2 separate regions of the Mus musculus genome follow, and region 1 is linked to region 2. Evidence: chromatin contacts called from public promoter capture Hi-C data. All regions are on one chromosome and are shown on one strand. The core of a region is the stretch at or near the end of the contact, and the rest is flanking DNA. Distances in the headings are between cores, read along the strand shown.

What was found. Promoter capture Hi-C pulls out the DNA fragments that hold promoters and counts their contacts.
Region 1: a contact with region 2 is called in a promoter capture Hi-C map of embryonic stem cells, with 7 times the contacts expected there. The contact joins the enhancer-like site here to the promoter of Krt86 in region 2. A contact is called at or near these places in 21 of 39 promoter capture datasets (the 3T3-L1 cell line, the C10 cell line, the HPC-7 cell line and 13 more), 3 of 15 datasets of contacts at CTCF or cohesin (the NIH/3T3 cell line and large pre-B cells), 1 of 484 Hi-C or Micro-C datasets (the AML12 cell line), 17 of 115 datasets of contacts at active chromatin or transcription factors (Th17 cells, acute myeloid leukemia, astrocytes and 10 more) and 2 of 9 other capture datasets (adipose tissue and liver).

Annotation. Positions count from the first base shown.
Region 1 is chr15:101,981,835-101,989,329 of GRCm38.p6, reverse strand. It overlaps a transcript of Krt78 not described here. Among named protein-coding and RNA genes, the nearest start is that of Krt8, 19 kb to the left of the region's middle. Within about 2 kb of position 4,914, at least 318 of the 459 cell types and tissues checked have an H3K27ac peak or open chromatin away from gene starts, as enhancers often do. A contact at or near this core is called in the AML12 cell line, the HPC-7 cell line, the NIH/3T3 cell line and 18 more, where this site is marked.
Region 2 is chr15:101,468,875-101,476,089 of GRCm38.p6, reverse strand. Krt86 (keratin 86) reads right to left here and starts at 2,612. Exons shown (of 9, transcript NM_010667.2): 1 at 2,171-2,612; 2 at 1,342-1,550; 3 at 625-685. The coding sequence starts at 2,539.

The DNA.
Region 1 (7,495 bases), core at 3,665-6,164, 510 kb before region 2:
CATTTCCTCAACTGTGGGCCCTTCCTCTCTGATGACTCTAGCTTGTGTCAAGTTGGCACACAAAACCATCACTCTTTAGGAGATGGTCTCCGTGCCTTCTCTTTTCTGTCACGTGTCACTTCCCACAGGAGCGGTGAGAACACAGGGGCCAGAGAAGGCGCCTCTCTGGTCTGTGATTGTGTCCTTCTCCGTGAGGCTTCATCACTTCCCTGTTTTGTTGAAAATAAACGAGAGAGAGAGAGAGGGGGGGGGGGGAGAGAGAGAGAAAAGTTCTCTTCTTTAAAAAAAAACAGAAAAAATAAAAGATTTACTTTATGTATTCGGGTGTTTTGCCTGTATTCGGGTGTTTTGCCTGTGTATACTTTTGCTCACCACATGAATGTGGTGCCTGCAGAGGCCAGAAGAGGGCGTTATGGAGCTATGGCCGGCTGTGAGCTGCCGCATTGGTGCTGGGATTTAAACCTGGAAGATCAGCAGGTGCTCCTAACCACTGAGCCATCTCTTCAGACCCCTCTCCATCCCTCCTGTACTAGCTTCCAGTCCGAAGTGGTCAGGTGGGCTTCGCCTCACCTGATTCTCTGAATATGTTCCTGGGAGGCAGGCTTGCAAGCCAAGGCATTTGGTGGTAGGGTTTAGATCAGAGCAACAGACTTGGATCTACGCCCAAGCTTTTGGGTGAGGAGAAGTCCTCACCTGCCCCTTGTCCTCTAGTGGACACTGAACACAGGATCCGTCCTAGACAAGCTATCTCCTAAAGAGTGGTATACTGGCTGGTTTTGTGTGTCAACTTGACTGCTAGAGTCATCAGAGAGGAAGGGCCCACAGTTGAGGAAATGCCTCAATGAGATCCAGCTGTAAGGCATTTTCTCAATTAGTGATCAATTGGGGAGGGCTCGGTTCGCGGCGGGTGTTGCCATCCCTGGGCTGTTGATCCTGGGTTCTATAGGAAAGCAGGCTGAGGAAAGGATAGGAAGAAGGCGGTAAGCAGCACTCCTCAATTATGCCGTATGGGTCTCTTTATGCAGGTTTCCGGCGCCTCCTGGTGGACAACGTGAGAACTGTCTTGCAATGTAGGGAGCGGCTCCTTTTTCTCATTTCAAATGTCCAATTGGCTACCTTTGGGGTTGACCTGGCTAGCAATAACATGGATACCTTGAAGAGAGATTTTTTTGGTTTAAAAGATAAAATTTCCAAATACAAACAGGAGCCAGGCAGCCAAGGTAAGGGTGGAGTGGGTCTGGGGTAAGAAACTGGACCCCTGGCTTGCACTTGAACATGTTCACAGAACACTGCGGCAGATGTGAGACTTACTTTCTTCCAGTGCAGAGCGGAGTGGAGGCACAGGGCGGCTTGCTTTTCCGTCTCTAGATAAGATGGCTCACTTGCAACTAGAAATGATTTCAGCGGGACAGGCAGGAACGATTGGATGAGGGGAATGGATTCGTTTGCCACATATTAAGGATTATCAGATTAAAAAAACAAACAAACCAAGAAAACAGAGGAGCGGGATATGGTGGTGTATGCAGTGAATCCCAACACTTGGGAGACAAAAGCGGCCTTGGAGTTTGAGTTCATCCTGGTCTACTTCATGGGACCCTGTCTCACAAAAAACAAAACCCCCTAAAAACAAAAACAAAAACAACAACAACAACCAAAATAAAACAAAAAGCAAACAAACAAAAAAATCCTAACCAAACTTAATGAAAAGGAGAACATGACCACACCTGGGTGTGGCTGAGGGGAGGTGTTATTTATTTATTTATTTATTTATTATTGCATCTACGAGAGAGAGAGAGAGAGAGAGAGAGAGAGAGAGAGAGAGAGAGAATAGAGAGCGAGCAGCCAGAGGCATCTGGAAGAGTCCAGCAGGGAGAGAAACTAACAGACTGAAAGCAGCCAGCAGAATAGATCAGGCCATGAGGGTGGGGTGGGTGAGATGTGAGTCAGAGAGGAAAAGGAAGGAAAGGCCAAGAGAGGGGACCGGGAACTGAGAGCTGAGGACCAATAGAACCAAGAGAGAAAAGAGAAGCTGGGGGGGGGGGATTGAAGCTCAGGGGGAGAGGTTTAGGGTAGGGGTGGCTGGGGTGGGGTGGCCAGAGGCGTTGTTGTAGCACCTCTCACTCTGTCAGTCCTTTATCGGAGGCGCAGGATCCCTTCTGGGAAGAAGCCAAGGAGCCAGAGGTGTATGCTCACCCAGACAGAGCCCATGTTCCCAACTCCTGATGGGACTCATGGGACTCTGAATGGCCCAAACCCGCTGCCACGAGCTGCTTGGCCCTCTCTCCTCGTTCTACCTGCTGAGGTGGGGGGGAGACAGTTAAAGACTGCTCATGTTCACCGTGGTGGCCACTGGTCACAGGTGCTTGCTGAGGCTGCTTCAAAACAGCTGGTTTGCTCTGAGAGCTGCTAACGGCGCTAAATCATATATCAGATCTGGAAGACTTGGTATCAGAAAAAAGAATGTAAAGTGTTGTACCACTGTGTGTGCTGTGTATGCATGTGTGCTCCACCTGTAATCGGTGCTGAGGGGGTAGGTAGAGGTGGAGATGGGAGCATGTATGGTACTTACTGGCCAGGAAGCCTAGGAGAATAAACTGCAGGTTTGCAAGAAGCCCTGTCTCAGGTAGAGGGGCTGGTGAGATGGCTAAGCAGGTGAGGTGCTCCTACCTGATGCCACTCCGAGCTGAATCTCTGGAACTCACATGGTGGAGGGGAAAGAATCAATTCCCAGAAGTTGTCCTCTGACCTCTACATGTGAGCTGTGGCAGATGTGTGCCCACACAAGTATGTCTGCACAATATAAGTGTAAAAGAATAAAAATAAAAAAAGTAAGGTGGAGAGTCATAGAGGAAGACACCTGATGTTAACTTCTGGTCTTCACACACACACACACACACACACACACACACACACAAACACACACACACATATACAATGCACATACACATTCACACACATGCACATATACAATGCACATACACATGTGCACACACATGCACACACACATACACATATACATATGCACACACATGCACACATATGTACATATACAAATGCACATACATGCACATACACACATGTACACACTACACAATGCACATATACACATGCACACACATGCAAATACATGCATCACAGAAACAAGTGCACACACACACACACATGCACAGACACTTGTACATACACACATGCATGTACACACCCACAGTCACAGCCACAGCCACCTCTGTATGGACATGTGTACATATCTACATGAGCATATACTACACACACATACTTATGTTTGTAGGTTGGTTGCATGTAGACTCAGACTTAAGATACATGGGGTTATATAAAGTATTATTTTAAACTTAATTTCTCAGTACATATTGTCCCAGGTCTGCCGTGTCAGCACTTGGGGGTTGAAGCTCCAGTGATCGAGGTGAGCCTAGGCTGAGACCCTGTCTAAAACAAGCCAGAAAGATTATAAGCTAGAAGTGGCGGCACACACCTTAATTCCAGCACTCAGGAGGCAGATGCAGGTGGATTTCTGTGAGTTGGAGACTACAGTGATTTCCAGGACAGCCAGAGATACACAGTGAGTCTCTCACAAAGTTCTACTGGTGGCTCTCATTTATGGCTTATTCTTCTGTCTGGCCAGTGTCCACCAGCATCTTTCAATGCTAAGGAGAGTGGGCAGCCACAGCCCTCGTTTTTTGTGGTCTTTCCTGGTTTCTGCCAAGGAATCTGGTTCCAGAGTGGCCACAAGTTTCAACTTTGCAGTAGAGACCTGAAATTTTATATGAAACCAGATTTCTATATTTATTTATTTAAAAATTATTTATTTTTATTTTATGTAAATTGGTGTTTTGCCTGCCTGTCTATGTGAGGTGTTGGATCTGCTGAAGCTGGACAGACAGTTGTGAGCTGCCATGTGGGGGCTGGGAATTGAACTCGGGTCTTCTGGAAGGGCAGCCAGTGCCCTCAACTCCGAGCATCTCTCCAGCCTGAAACCTGATTTTAAAATGCTAGCCACTAGTCCAAATATTTAAGGACTCCATCTTGGCCATCCTCGAATGGGTCACTAGAAACTGTTTCTGGAAATTGACTCTAAGCAGGGACACAGAGGCCAGAGGGACAAGCTTGCCTCGGTGACAGCTCTACAGGACCCTGAACAGGAACACACGGCAAAACCTGGCTCCTCTCTTTTTTTGAGAATCACTGCTGGTCTTGGGGCACAGTGCTTGGAGTGGGGTGGGTGGGTGAGGATTCAGGACACAGAAATGCAGCAGAGGGAGCCTGGGCTAGCTATTAAAAAAAAAAAAACCTCGGTGGTCTTTGTTTAGCGTTATACATAAACTGCACTAAAATGCCTTTCAGAAAGTTAAAGGTGTCACTGTCTTCAGACACACCAGAAGAGGGCATCAGATCCCATTACAGATGGCCGTGAGCCACCATGTGGTTGCTGGGAACTGAACTCCTGACCCCTGGAAGATCAGTCAGTGCTCTTAACCGCGGAGCCATCTCTCCAGCCCTATTTCTCCTTTCTTAATTCCAGAGAAAATCAGTTTTGTTCTAGGAATGCACGTTTTGGGGTTCTTAAATACTTCATTAGAGAGCCTTCTGCACAGGTTGACATCTGTATGAGAGAATCCAATGGCCAGACCTGTCTTCTGTCAAACCGATGGCTCCCAGGATGTGACCTATCTTCCAAGCTCTTGGATTTTCAACGTTTCCTCCCAGTCTGCTGCTCAGGGTGTCTAGATCCTGAAAGGCTGTGCGATGGAGGGACGTTTTTTTGAGTACACCGGAAGTACACCATCTTTCCACTAGAGGGCAGCAGAGGAGCACGGAGGAAACTGCTCTGAAACCCAGAGCCAAGCTTGCCAGCCACGTGCAGCTCCCATTCCATGAGCGAGATCGGGGCGGGTCCTGGTCACAGCCTATCATTGGCTACAGAGGCATGTTTTGTGCTAATCAGGGGAAGCTCCTATTGTTTTGGGTAGGACGTGACGTGGTGAGTGACATTTGTGTGGATTTTAGTCTCTATCCACGGGAGTCCCACACCTTGCATTGTTGTAGTGTGGGTGGGAGGTGGAGCTGAATGCCAAGAGATGTGAGATGTCCTGGGCAGCCTTGTTTGTGAAGGAAAGTGTGCACTGCGGGTTTAAATACCAGAGGAGAGGCACCAAGGGCTTGTAGCCACATTGCCTCACTTGCTAGCTGTTCCCCATCTGTCCAGCAGGAGGCAGCACCTAGCTCCTGGAGCCAAGCAACATTTTTAGAGCCTTCGGAGGCTGAGGCTGGAGGTCCATGCCTCCTAAGGCTGGCGGATGGAGAAGGAGGTAGACCAGGCTCCAGGGGGCACAAGCATGGCGGCATCAGAAGGGCACACCTGAGTTACTAGGGCTTAGTTGGCCTATGTGAGTCCCCAGATCACAGGTCCAGCTCCCTGTAGTCCTGGGGTCTCAGAGAGGACAGTTGGGGTCATGCCAGAGTGGACCTTAAATGTTTTGCTTCCCAGTTTAGTGTGTGTGACTCCGTTTTACTGAGTAGGAACACACAGGAAGCCACTAGCGTAAGGGCCTGCCTCACGTGACTGGAGACCACGTATGCAGCCATTCCTTTCTCTCTGCTGCCAAAAGCAGCCGGGCTCCTGTCAGGATCCTCGAAGGAACCACGCACTATCTGCTCTTTGCGGCTGTGTATGCCTGACCCCAAATACACTTCCAATGCCTTGCCTGTCCATTCGGTGGGCACTTGGTCTCTTAGTTCAGAGATGACCCTCTCTGTAAGTCTTATGGCCCTGGAGGCTGTGCCTGCATTTCCTGTATCTACCACAAGGCTCTCATCCCTTAACTCACACGGAGCTAGGACAGGACCTGTGTGAGGGGAGGGGTGCTTGGCAGGAGAGAGGTGGTCTTGAACACCTGCTGTCTAAATGGAAGCATCTCCTTTGCCCTCTGGAGCTACAGCCTTCCCATCCAGGGAAGCTTGGCAGGGAGTGAACTTGTATGTGCACGTGCACGTGAGCGTGCGTGCGTGTATATGTGCGTGTGTGTGCACATATGTGTGTGTACGTGTGAGTGCGCATGTGCGTTTGCAAGTACGCATGTGCGTGTGTACGTGTGCGTGTGTGTACGCATGTGTGTGTGTGAGCACGTGTGTACGTGTGCTTGAGTACCACGTGCCTTTGGGACCAGAGGCAAGCTTTTGTAGAGGTTGTATGTGCACAGGTACAGACAGGTATAGGCAGGCACATACAGACATGCTCATATTGAATCAGAGAACAAAGGCAAACATATGAGAGAGACATTTGTTACTTGCACAGAGAGAAGCACTGCATAGGGCACAGAGCTTCATCCGGAGTGTGATGCTACTGAAGTGGGATCCAGCCTAAGGCCTGCAGTGGGGCTGCTACACTGTGTTGCTTGATTGACAACCAGCAATGTGAGTGCAGAGGAACCCACAGTGTCACCCAGTGTTGTGCGAGGGACTTTCCTGACTCTTGAAAAAAGTGTGAGCCGGGCAGTGGTGGCACACGCCTTTAATCCCAGCACTTGAGAGGCAGAGGCAGGAGGATCTCTGAGTTCAAGGCCAGCCTGTTCTACAGAGTGAGTTCCAGGACAGCCAGGGCTACACAGAGAAACCCCGTCTCAAAAAAACAAAACAAAAACAAAAAAAAGAAAGAAAAAAGAAAAAAGTGTGTGTGTGTACATGTATGTGTGAGTGTATGTATGTATGTGTGCACATGTGTGCATGTATGAGAGTATGAATATGTGAATGTGTGCATGTGTGAATGTGTATGCATGTGTGTGAGTATGTGTATATATATATGTGTGTGTGTATATATGTTAGTATGTGTGTGAGAGTATGAATGTATGAATATGTGTACATGTGTGTATGTATATGTGTGTGAGTGTGTGTACATGTGTGTGAATGTGTGTTTGTGTGTGTGCATGTGCCTGTGGAGGCCAAAATAGGTCTGATGGATCCTCTGGAACTGGTGGTTGAGAGCCACATGATGTCTGTGCTGGGAACTGAACTCTGGTCCTCTGGAAGAGCAGGCTGTAACAACTGAGCTATCTCTCCAGCCCCATTTTCTGTGTCTTGAACCCAGCCCTTTCTGATTCCTCTTCTATCATTCTGTCATTGCTCTGCCTCTCCTCCAGCACTGGGATGTGAGTGTATGCATATGTGTGTGTGTGTGTGTGTGTGTGTGTGTGTGAGAGAGAGTGTGTACGTATGAGTGTGTATATGTGTAAGTGTGGGTAAGCATGTATGCGTGTATATGTGTGTATATATGTGCATGTGTGTATATATACATGTATGTGTATTGAGAGTGTGTATATATATATATGTGTGTGTGTGTGAGAGAGAGAGAGAGAGTGTGTACGTATGAGTGTGTATATGTGTAAGTGTGGGTAAGCATGTATGTGTGTATATGTGTGTATATATGTGCATGTTTGTATATATACATGTATGTGTATTGACAGTGTGTATATATATGTGTGTG
Region 2 (7,215 bases), core at 1,363-3,862:
ACTTCCCAGCATGCTCTTGACAGTTCCACAGGTTTGGAGACTCTCTGGCTCTCAGCCTCCAAGACATCTTCCCTCTTCTTGCTCTTTGGTTCTGTTCTGTTCTAAAAAGCTTCCCAGTTGTCCCCCAGATCTTCCAATTGATCCAGCAGTGCTTCAAGAGGTCAACTGGACACTCCTAGCAATCCTCTCAACCCTTACACACTGTCTTGAGCCCTAACATTCTGATCAGACTAGTAGAATGGATGTAAACCACACCACTTTCAATGAACAGAATGAAGCCCTGTGGCTCCTGGAATCCCAACCATACACCCCATGATGAGGGAAAGGCACATCAAGGCTAATACATCCAAGGTCCTGCATCAGAGCAGAAGGATCCAAAAGACATTCCAAACGTATTCATGTCTCCATGGGTTTGGACTACTGACTCTCTAGATGCCAACCTTCCAAATGGCTGTTGCCCTCACAACAGCCCTTTGTCATAGCCCTGGGTCTGACATTCATTGGGTCATCTCTCTGAGATTTTTTCCTATTTTGATGTGTGAAGATAAAAATTCATGAAGGGTGACCACAAGTACAGTGTGTCCCTCAATTGTGTTGTTCCACCTCCCACCGTCTGCTACTTGCCTTCTTCAGAGCCACAAACTCATTCTCAGCTGTAGCTCTCAGAGAAACTTCCTCCTCGTACCTAGGACAGAAATAGGGGACATGATATGGGTGGTTGAAATCCACACCCCATGCAGGGAACTCAGGGAAAGAGCCCTCAGAGCTCTTGGTCCTGATAGGTCTTTCTGGAGGAACCTGGGCTATCTGGGAGTGGGTGAAAGCTAGAAGAGAACCAGTGCTGTTCCGAAGACAACCCAGGAAGGAGAGGATGATTTGATACCAACCTCATCTGGGAGGGAACATCATGGGGTTGGGTACTGCGGCTCCAGCCTCCCCCCATTTATGTCAGTCCCAGCCCAGCTGCTGAACAGACCCATCAACAGACCCAGATTTCAGGGCTGAGTACCCAAGGCAGTGAGACAGACAGCTTGGCTCATGACCCTCCTACTTTCCTGAGCAGAATCTGTTCAGGGATTACAGTGCAGAAGATCAAAGTGAGAAGGAGCTGGAGTGGGGGCTGTGTCTATCCTCCCCAGAGAAGGCAGAGCTGTTAGTCGCACTCTGCAGAGGGAACACTGAGGCAGAAATTGACGCTCCCCCATCCTCTCCAAGGAACATCTGTGCAGATATTTCACAGACAGCAGGATCCTACAATGATGTCAGCCTGGCTACACTTCCACAACCTGGGCTTTAATATACGGCACATTTTATACCAGCACCACAGCAGGCCATTCTCACCTCTTCTTGTAGCCCTCCATGGACTCCTGCGCATGGTTGAGCTCGGCTGCCAGCCTCCCGCTGTCGGCCTCCACACACTCAGCCTCCCGCCTCAGCGCCTCGATGTAGCCCTCGAACAGAGGCTCCATGTTGCTCTCACAGCACTTGCGGTTCTGGTAGAACTGCCACTTGGTCTCCAGCAGCTTGTTCTGCTGCTCCAGGAAGCGCACCTGCCATGGGAGACAGAAGGGGTTCAGGGCAGATCTGGGCTGATGGTGGAGAGGAAGTAGAGGGACTCTGGGAAGGAGCCCTTATCTTGGTCCTGCCTGACTTTCCCACTGGGAGAGGGCACAAGGGACATGGTCAGTGCCTACACTCAGGAGTCCAGGTGGACACTTCATTGTCCTATGCTGGGCTCAGCGATCTCTGAAGCCAACAAGTCAGGAGTCCCCACAAGCAGAGCACCCATAGTCACATCCCAGGGACTGACAAGGAGCCAGGGAGATGGTGTCACAGGCCATTTAGATGCACTCACTAGGAAGGCCTCTGTCCATCCCTCCAGTAGTCTGCACCCTTCCTGTCAGCCCAAGTGCAGCCTCCCTCCTTGGGTTGCCCCAGCTCCATGCTGCAGCCCCTGGGACTCCCTGTAGTCAGTTTGTACCCAGGACAGCCTGGCCACTTCTCTTGGCCATAAGCTCTGCCTCTCAGGACTCACAGGTGAGCCCTGTGCATCCTCTCTCTTGAGACTAGAGGCTCAATATGAGTGGGCTTTCTGCCTCCTGTTCCCTCAGTGCCTGGCCTTGGCTGTGACATGCTGTGCTCCGGGAAGGGGCTGGTCCAGGACACCGACCTTGTCGATGAAGGCCGCGAACTTGCTGTTGAGACACTTGATCTGCTCCTTCTCCTCATGCTTCACACACTGAGCATTGGGGTCGATCTCCAGGTTCAGGGGTGTGAGCAGGCTCTCATTGACAGAGACTGTGGTGATGCAGGGTGGGCTGGGCCCGCAGATGCCTCCAGAGCGGTACCCGAAGCTGCGTCCACAGGAGCCAGAGCGGAAGGCCCCACAGACACTCTGGCTGCCGAAGCCCCCTGAGAGTCCTCGGTAGCAGGAGATGCCCCTGTAGGGAGCTGCAGAGATGCAGCAGCGGCCGGGCCTGGGCCCACAGGCTGAGGCGCAGCTGAAGGCACGGCCACCACAGTAGGATCCGCAAGTCATGGTTATTTAGGGAGAAGGGCAACTCTGAAACTGGAGACGTCCAGGTGGAGGGTAAAGTGGACGTGAATTCAGTGTTTACCTCTTTAGGTTTGTTGGCCTTTTATATATGTGGGGACCCTGACTGTGACCACGTGGTCTGAAGCAATTAGATGGCTTTATGAGCTTGGCTTGTTTAGTTGCTGTGGCTCCTCCTTAAATGTGCTAAATTGGTGACCATTTGCTGGTGTTTGTGGTCCTTTGCCCTAAACTGTTCAATTTCCTCCTTCAAAGGGCCAGCTCACCCCCTCCATGCCCTGCTCCTGTGCCCAACACACAGAAACGAAGCTGGAGAGACAGTGTAGGTGACTCATGCTACAAGGAAAATGAAAAGGGGCGGAGCTGTTGTTCCAATCAGGGACTGAAAAAAAATGGCGGCACCGCTGTCCGAGGTCCTGACACAGCCCAGCTAGGGATGCGGGTGGCATGGAACTGGTGGTGTGTTAGGTGAGATGCCCCACTTGCATAGTTCTTCTCCGTGCCCCTTAAAGCTCCATATCTGGATAACAGTTAAGTTAGTCACCTTCTACCTCCTCCATCTCTCAAGCCCACTGATCCTTATCCTTCCCTTTCTTACACACAATTTCCACGAACTAATAGGCTACATGTCTCTGTTTGACACACACACATCTGTGGACACAAACAATACCTAGTCCATCTTGGCTATCTAGGACCAAGGGAATGTCTTCCTTCCATCTTCCCTGAGGCCTAAGTGCTCTCTGGCTCACTGGCCCCAGAAAATCCCAACATTGCTGAGTATCTAAGGTCTTCATTTCACCTCAGGTTCTTATGTCATCCGTGGGGTGACCTTGCTGTGGGTATCTACACAGTATTTGACTCAGTATGTAAAATCCAGTAGGTGACATGAAAAGATCATGAAGTCTCCAACTGTCAGTCGAGCCTCTGATACTTGCTGCACTATGAACACCTCTCCTTCTCATACCATGAACCCCCTAACCTTCCCCAATGACCCTCCCACTTTGTAACATCAGCTTGCCAGTGGCTTTGATGGTCATTAAGACATAACTGTAGCATCTAGCGTTACCCATCCAGCATGGGCCTTGAACAAACAAGAGCTGGGTAGGCCAGAGGCGCAGCCCTGACTACCTCTGACCCTGAAGCAGGTGCTTCACTATGCTGAAGTCTGGCAGAGGCTTCACCTCCCCTGCCTGTCTTGGAAGTCTGAAGGGGTACGTACAGGCTCTGTAAACTCCAGAGCACGGTGCGATAGGCTGTGCCCCAATCCTTTTCAGCCGCTCTGAGCAGTGTTTTCTCAAGAGTTCATGTTGTTTCCCTCCAATGGGGAGAACCATCATTTTCAGTCACAGAACAGTCTAGAACAAAGCCAGCCAGAGCAGAACAGAACACATCATTGTTTTGCTTATGTCACGACTGTGCCCTGACCCTCTGGGTCAGCCATGTATGCCTGGTGTTTATTGTGTCATTACATACAATTATTCCTTCTGGAGCTGCAATTTTTGAAAAGTGGAAATACACGTTATACCAGTTGAGGACACAGAGTCAGATTCCAAAGTACCTAGTTTTAAATCCAGGCTCCACCACGCTACCTTACCAGATAACTCCAGGCAGCTACTTAGCGTCTCTGAGCCTCCATTATGACTTGTAAGATGAGGATAATACCCATCTCATAATGTTGTTGTGAGGATTAAAGAATTAATCTTCACTAAGTACTTGGGCCTGAGCCTGATCCACTCCAAGGGCACAAACAGACGTGGGTTTGTTGTTGTGCAGTTGCTGTTGGGGATATGTTGACAGCTTTGGTGGGGTGCACTCACTCACATCCCCAAACCCTTATGTTCAATTACCAGTAATGGGCATATCTTGAAAGAGTAGTAGGAGTTCATAAAATAATACACAGGTCATACTTAACACAGCATCTGGCCCATAGAAAGTATCCAATTATTATTGGGAACACCATTATTCTACTGAATGGGCCTGTCCCAGGAGAAGAAAGGACCATGGCCTTTACTCTAGGAAAGACCCTCATGTCCATCTCCTCCCCAGTCCAGTCCAACAGCCTAAGGAAAGATGTCCTCACAAACCTTCATCTTGACCAATCCTTAAGCAGCGACTCTAACAGAAAGGAAAGCTCAGAAGATCCAAACGTCATCCATTGGAAAATCGTTCAGATTTGTGTTTTTCACTTGGTCTTAGAAGAGAATCAGAAATCCTTTGCCCACACAACCAACCAAAATGCAGAGTTATGGATCCCCAGTTCCAACTGACTCACTGCAACAACCTCTGTCCGTAAGGCTCAAGGATCTTGTGGGAGGTGGGGGGGGGGGAGAAAGATTTGAAAGAGTCAGAAGACTAGGAAATTTGTTGAGAGACTGTGCCTCCTAGAAATGTCAGACGCTGCATGAAGTCTCGCCAACACAGATGGCTAAACAGGAGCTGAAAGATGGCACAGTAGACATGTGAATGGATACAGAGGAAATCCCACAAGGCCTCAACCCTTGACAAACAAATTAAAGGCAACTTAGGAAACCAGAGAGAGATTGGAAGGACCAGCAATGGATGGCCCAATGTCAAATGGTCAGCCCTGACAACATGCATACAAGTAACATATGATATGAACAGATCTTATTTATGTATTTAAGAATGTATATGTATGTATATATACACATCTATGTGTAACAAAAATTAAAGAAAAAGAGACATGAATTTGAAGGTGACAAGGTGTGCATGGGAGAGTTTGGAGAGAAGAAAGGAAAGGGAAACGATATAACTACATTATCTCAGAAAAATAAAGTATTATTTTGAAAAAAGAAAGCCTTGGTCATAAATTAAGCAATGTCTTGTTGTTGTTTTGTTTCATTTTGGTTTTTTTGTTTTGTTTTGTTTTATATTTCTTCTAATCCCCAAGCCTCCTGGCTGGTGGTATCCAGATATCCCATGAGACTGTTGGGGGATGCTCTTGGTAATCTTTCCTAACACAATAGAAGTGCAAAGGAAGCTCTTGCTTCCTTTGAGAGTAGGCCAGACCTCGTTGGCTGGCTGGAGGGGTTGAGAAGGAACCTCCTAGGGGAAGAGCCAATAGCCATACCACTGACAGAAGAGACATTAATTCTTTTGTTTCAAGAAGCTTTGTATAAAAGAAAACTCTTCTGGAAGGGCCACCTTGTATGTGGAGACAGTGGGCCAAAGTGGTCTGACCTAGAGAGCAGTATCTTCCTCCAGCCTATGTGGACAAGTGGGTCTTGTGGTGACTGCAGATAAGACCGTTTTCATCTCATGAAATCTTTACTCAAAGCTCATTTCAGTCTCTTCCTCTTCTGGGGAAAGAATTGGGTGGGTAGCAAAGATAAGATATACCTTGCAAATGGGACATCTGGGGACTCTGGGATCGATATGACATGTAAGGTAAACTCCAAACACGTGTTCCCTTGAAAGGAGAGACTACATGGAAGAAGGAAACCAGGACTCTGGGGCTCTCTCATGTCAAGGAAAATAGACACGGAGATGAGGAAAGTCAGAATATGCAGAGGGTACTTTGTAGACATGTCAGGTGCAGAGGAATGCCTGACTGCATTGCCCTTCCAGGAAGGGCAAGGGAGGCTCTCTGGGAAGGGCGAGGATGGGCTTTCACAGGCGGAAGCAGGAGGACTCAGAGAGGACTTAGTAGGGAGACAGAACCAAGGATAGCAGCCCAGTAAGGCTAAGGGTCCTTGAAAGAAGGATCATGAAATTCTATGATCAAAGAGAGACAGACAGACACACACACACACAGAGACACACAGATTGACAGACAGAGAGACAGACACAGACACAGACACACAGACACAGACACAGACACAGACACAGACACAGACACAGACACAGACACAGACACAGACACAGACACACAGACACAGACACAGACACAGACACAGACACAGACACAGACACAGACACAGACACAGACACAGACACAGACACAGACACACAGACACAGACACAGACACAGACACAGACACAGACACAGACACAGACACAGACACAGACACAGACACAGACACAGACACAGACACAGAGAGAGACTGCTATGCAGCAGAGGCTAAGACTCTGGAAGCAGACCTCCTTCATCCTTCAGCAGAGCCCAGGCGCTGGAATCAGGCCTCCTTCATCCTTGCCACACTGGCCAGCTCTCTTTGGTCAGAATACATTTCTCTTACTTCATCTTCCGGCCTCAGCAAGCAGCATCACTCTTCCCACCCCACCCCTAGAAATGGCCACTTCCTGGTCTGCTTCGTGTGACCCCACCCCATCTGACCACAAAGCTTTGTACAACTGGCCACCAAGCTTTGATGATCCGATTACTCAAAACTTAATGTGTAGCTTGTACTCACTGCATTCATTCAGCAGACATTTATTGAGCACCTACTATGTGCCAAGCTTTTGGAATGTGTCCACAAACAAAATTTTTGTATGTAGTAGTGTTTTAGGATATGTCTCTCTGTTTGTGATCGGTGTGTGTGTGTGTGCCCAGCTTTGCTCTTAAAGCTAGAAGCTCACCAAGAGCAAAGATGAGTTCTCCCCCATCCTCCAGCCTGGAACCCTGGGAGCACTGTGCAAAGAAAACCTTAAAGAGGGTGTTGAGGACAAAGCAAGCTTGTGTGTTAGGGGCTTCATGCAAACAC